Linked DNA regions of Gossypium arboreum: region 2 is linked to region 1. Evidence: chromatin contacts called from public Hi-C data. All regions are on one chromosome and are shown on one strand. The core of a region is the stretch at or near the end of the contact, and the rest is flanking DNA. Distances in the headings are between cores, read along the strand shown.

Region 1 (2,822 bases), core at 94-2,593:
GAACTTTGTTTTATATTCTGTTTTCTATTTGTTGAGAATTTGGAATTTCTTTTCGGCTGCAATGGGAAGATATCGTTTTAAGTGATTGGAAACGAAGTATTGTCATCAACTTATCATGCTATATACCATTTTGTTCCCTGGCATATCTTGAAATTTGAAATATGCATCCCTTCCTTCATTACTGTTCAGTCTCCTACCTCTTCTTTCTGGTGTTTTGGTAGATATATGATCAAAATGAATGTTGGATTGTAACAGGGTCATCAGGTCAAGAAGGCTCCCGTAGTTCCACAGCCTCTTCTACGTAAAAGGAGGTCATTTAAGCGTCAAGCTAGCCATGGGAGAGGCAAGCTACCGAGTTTGTTGCAAGGTATATTATATTGTCTGACCATAGCAGTCATGCTCAACTATACAGGCTCTGATCTGATTTTAATGTGTGAATGGTTTTTCATGTTTTGTGTGAATATGTAAGTGTTAATAGAACCTTGTTTCTTGTTTTGTGGTATGTGCAGCGATGGCAGCCCAACATGATGCGGTGGAAGAAGAGATTGTGATGGTTAGAGTCGAAGAAGCTAGAGCTGCAGCAACCAGAGCGGTTGAATCGGCCATCCTGAAACGCCAACAGGCACAGATGCTACTTCAAAATGCGGATATGGCTACATACAAAGCCGTGATGGCACTTAGAATTGCTGAAGCCGCTAGCATTGGTGAATCCTCAGAAGGTGCAGTTGGTGAATTTTTTGTGGATGAGGTGCCGGTAATGAGCTAATATTTGATTTTGGCATCATCGGGAGGACAAGAGTAGTGTAATAATGTAAAGCTTTTTTTAATTGAATTGGAATGTACATTGTGTATTATTATAACTTAATATCATACCCAAAAAAGAAAATTTTCGCCCAGATCTGAAAAAGGTGAGGAATTACAGGAAATTTTGAGCCCTCTGGTATGATCTTACTCTTTGGGGTTTGAACTAAGTTATTATTAATTTCTTAAAATATAATATTGATTTTAATTTAGCATTGATTGACTTCATATCATGACGTCCTTCCGGATTTCTTGGTGGCCAAGTTTATAAATGAGTTATACCTTTATATATTTTAATTATTAAATTAATTTTAAATAGGTTTAAATTATACCCACTGGTTCAATTTTTTATGATTTTATAAATATTTCTCTTTTAAATTTTAAATTTAAAAAAAATTGTTAAATTAGGTCGTATTTATGTTTAAGTCTTCCTCGAATTATTTTCATATCAATATCATTAATATTATTAATAATCTTAAAAATTTAAATTAAATCAAAATTATATATACACAGAAAAACAGTAGAATTGAGTGCTATATTTTGGGCCTTCGTATATCAAAGGCCGACGTAAATCCCAAGCCCATAAAACTGAAAATTAAATTTAAATCCGAAAACCTAGCACTCGGCCGAGCTCTCTGCCATTTTCATTGGGCACTCTTTCAAACTAACCAAAACGAGGCCGCCGGATTTTGGTTTCAGGTAAGCGACACTTTCACACTCTTTTCTTTCCATGATTTAAGATCTTGGGGCTGTTTTTTTATCCTCTTGAGTATCAGTTCTGTCATGGAATATAGATAGCAAGATCTATTTTACCTATTCGATTAGGGTTTAGACCTTACTTATCTTCGTTTTTTTTACGTCGTTAATGTTTCAATCCTTTTACATAATATGGAACTGAAAGGATTTTGGGTTCTCTGGGCAAGTTAAGAATCTATTGTTTCGTTTGGTACAAAGTTTTTGGTGCCCTTAACCTATTTTACTTCGCTTGTTTCTAATACTACGTAAGCTTAGATTAGAAGATGGGTTTATTGGTTGGAACTAGACCCGTCAAACTTTCAATGCGGCTCGGGTTGGTTTTGGGTCGCGTTTTAAAACTCTCGGTTTATTTTGGGTGGATCATTTTAGGTTTAGGTAGTTTTGGGTTTTAAGATTCTCGGGATTTTGGGTCCAGTGAGGTCAATGTGGGTTCTGTTCACTTCAGGATAGGGTCATTTCTGTTTACTTAGGGTGAGTTTGGGGCGACGGTGCGGTACGGTGCGTTTAGTTTATTTTTTATCTCACGCTACAGTATCGCTACAGTATTTAATCTCACCGCCACTACTATTTTTATACTAACCGCAGTTAAACGCACCGCCCATCCGAACTCACCCTTAGTCAAATCATTTCTGAGTTGGGTCGTTTTGGTTTAGGGTTGTTGCCCATTTTCCTCCACTTGCCTCTATCACTGTGTAAGTTTGGATTAGAAGATGGTTTGTCGGTTCTTCATTTGAATAAGATATTGGATCACTGGAAATACTGTTGTTATTATAGGAAAATGATGTTTAGAAGAATGATATGTTCAAGTTGTTTTACTGAGTTTCTAAAGACTAAAAGAAACTATAAATACTTGCTTCATTTGATTCAAAATCAGCAGCAGCTTGTATTTAGAAGGATGGTGAGGGTCAGCGTTTTGAATGATGCACTGAAGAGCATGTACAATGCAGAAAAGAGGGGCAAACGGCAGGTCATGATCAGGCCATCCTCAAAAGTGATCATCAAGTTCCTTTTGGTCATGCAGAAGCACGGTTTGTTTCAACATTCAATCTAATCTCTACCCTTATATTTGTTCCATCGATATGCTAACATTGGGATTGCAGGTTACATTGGAGAGTTTGAGTACGTTGATGATCACAGATCTGGTAAAATTGTAGTTGAACTGAACGGAAGGCTGAACAAGTGTGGGGTGATCAGTCCTCGCTTCGACGTAGGAGTGAAGGAGATTGAGGGTTGGACTGCCAGGCTGCTTCCATCAAGACAGGTTA
Region 2 (2,822 bases), core at 216-2,715, 180 kb before region 1:
GCCATGGAAACTTAAATTATTCATCATTTTGATAGGCTAATTGCAAGATTATAGTAAAATGAGGTAGGAAGTGAAGAGCTCCGACAAAAAGTGCATTACAAAACAATTCATAGTCAAATTTTTAAAAGAAATAGAAACTCACTTCAAAACATGAGAAGCCATCAATAATTCAGGCTCTCCACCCCAAACATAAGGCTGCTGAATTTCCTTTACATAAGCATCAAAATCTCCCTCAATATACCTGCAGTTATCATATCATATGAAGCCCTATGCTTATTAAAAATTCCATCAAAGTGAATGGCATTCCAATATAAAGACAAAGCTTTACCATTCTGTTTCTTCACGCCTCTTCAAAAGCTCATTCACAACCTACATGATTAAACATATAAAAAGGGAAAAACTCCTATTACCATTTGTAGATTCAGAAACGAAATTTTATACATAAAATAGTGTATCTTGATCAAATACTTAAAAAAATAAACAAATAAACAAATAAATAAATAAATAAACCTCCTCGTAATTACCTGAGCTCTCAATTCATCAGCAAGTTCTCTTTGACGGTTTTCATCAGGAGCTTCTTCTCCAGACCTCAAACAAGCTCCATGAGCTATTGCTCTGAACAGACATCGTCCATCCGCTAAAATCCCTGCAGCATATCAAATATAAATTCAAATTCATTTTTTAATATTGAAAACTGAGTATCGCCCTGCGCTAAAATCCCTGTATATCAAATATACATTCAAATTCATTCATTTTTTATATTAAAAACTAATTGGCAGCAATTAAAATTAGTTAATTAATTACAACTAACCTGTAACCTTGAAATTATCAGCGGCAGCAACTGAAGACAAATGATTACTACTCTTTTCATCTGAATTTAAAGAAGCATCGGTTTTATTATCAGCATCGAGGTTAACGTCATCAAATTCATCCATCGGCATCGGCGCAAGGCAAGCGCAGACTCCAAACAGAAGCCAAGCAGAATCCGGTCGAAGCCACCGAGCCGGTCTGGCATCCCACGACACATTCCAGGAACCTTCCCCTTTCCTCTCCACATTCTTCCACACATCTCCTCTATTCTTCACTCCTCTGTCTCCTCCGCATGGCAAAATCGCATGCCATATAGAAGCTGCACCACCCTCTGAGCCGCCACCAAGCCGACAAGCCGTTGAATGGTGCCGGCAGCGCCGATTATCGGCAGATAAATCGGCGAAATGTGAAGGCCAGTGCAATAAACGATTTTCGTGATGGTGAGCCGCTGAACCACCGTGGGCGATCAGAGATAGGGAGTTGAGGATCCAAGGCTTGGGAGGTCGTGTGCACAATACACCAAGCATCACCGGACTGATACTAACGAACGCCGATTAAGATACACTGTATAACCTACACACCATTTACATACATTTCAGCTCTCTATTTATATGTAAATAAAAATTTTCCTGATTTTTTTGCCTTTTCACTTTGACGGCGAGATAGAGAAAAAGGAGAAAAGATACTGGGTCCACCACAAAAATAACAATAAAATATTTAATTTTTAGATTTTCAAATTTCTAAAATAGTAAATGACAAATATAACCATTTAAATATAAATCAGGTGTTTTATATAAGGGTATAAAAGTAAATTAATCAATTGGGTTATAGAAAACTGAAACAAAATACCTGTTTAGTCAAACAAAATATTAGGGTCGCGTCACTTCATTCGCTGGAAAGTTAGGGAAATGATACAATAAGGTCTGGTGTTAAAGACTTTCCGTGGAACTGCAATTTCTCACCATACACGTGGGATATAATCAAGACTATTTTAGTAAATTACCCATTTTAAGAAATATAAGATATTTGGATAGGTTTCCTTAATGTGACCCATTATTTTATTTCACCTTTTTATATATAATAGGTAGGTGAAAATGGTTTTGCTTTCGACATTGGACTCCTCTTCTTCTTATTTAATAATTAAAATTTTATTTTATTTAAATCAACTTATAAAATTAATTTAAGAATATTTTGGTAGGTTAACCCACTAAAATGCATTATTTTATTTCATCTTCTTATAATTGGAGGTAGGTGAGCCAAGCTATTTTTAAATCTTAAACTAAATTAAATATTTTTTTGGGTTTTTTATAATATTTAAGTTTTCATGCATTTATAAAGCATTTGATTAATTAAAATATTTGGGTTATAATTTTTAATACATTCTTTTTTAAACTATTAAATTTTATTAAATATAAAATAAATGTAAGTAAAACTAAATAGTTTTTTCATATATATATCCATACTAAAAATGATTTTATTAAGTAATTACATGTAAAATATTTTTAAAATTATATTATTGGACTTATATTTAATATTATTAAATTTATATTATTAATTACTAATTATTTTGTATTTTGTAAAAATATTATAATATTTTCAAATATTATTTTAAGACACTCCTTAACGAATACTATCAAATATCTAAAGAGAAAATATTTTACTTATTTATATTACTATTTACTACTAATTTATTGAATTTGTATATTATAACATACACTGAAATTAAAAAATAGTTTTAATACTAATAAACGTTGCATGCAACATAATACACGTTATAATTTTAAGTGGAGACGTTGATTTAAACTTTAAAAGTAATATTATTAAAAGGAATAACCCCAAACAAAAATTGTAAAGCAGATTTAGAAAATACAAAAAAAGAAAAATCCTTAATAGTGTAGACATGGGCCATTTGCTTAACACATGGTGACTTTTTCTTTTACTTCAGGAAATTTTTAGATTTATAATGTTATTTGGTACTCAAGTTTGATATTTTTTCTAATGTGGTTATTGTG

The links. A called contact is a pair of places that touch in the nucleus more often than the background predicts.
Region 2: a contact with region 1 is called in a Hi-C map of leaf, with 5 times the contacts expected there. The contact joins the promoter of LOC108487313 here to the promoter of LOC108487194 in region 1. A contact is called at or near these places in 2 of 5 Hi-C or Micro-C datasets (both in leaf).

What each region holds. Positions count from the first base shown.
Region 1 is chr10:119,660,142-119,662,963 of ASM2569848v2, reverse strand. LOC108487194 (40S ribosomal protein S15a-1) reads left to right here and starts at 1,343. Exons shown (of 4, transcript XM_017791466.2): 1 at 1,343-1,500; 2 at 2,435-2,585; 3 at 2,658-2,818. The coding sequence starts at 2,453. LOC108489593 reads left to right here. Exons shown (of 3, transcript XM_017794246.2): 2 at 256-367; 3 at 510-926. The coding sequence ends at 766.
Region 2 is chr10:119,835,668-119,838,489 of ASM2569848v2, reverse strand. It overlaps LOC108487313, which reads right to left and starts at 1,465. Exons shown (of 5, transcript XM_017791622.2): 1 at 812-1,465; 2 at 525-646; 3 at 329-369; 4 at 143-241. The coding sequence starts at 1,337.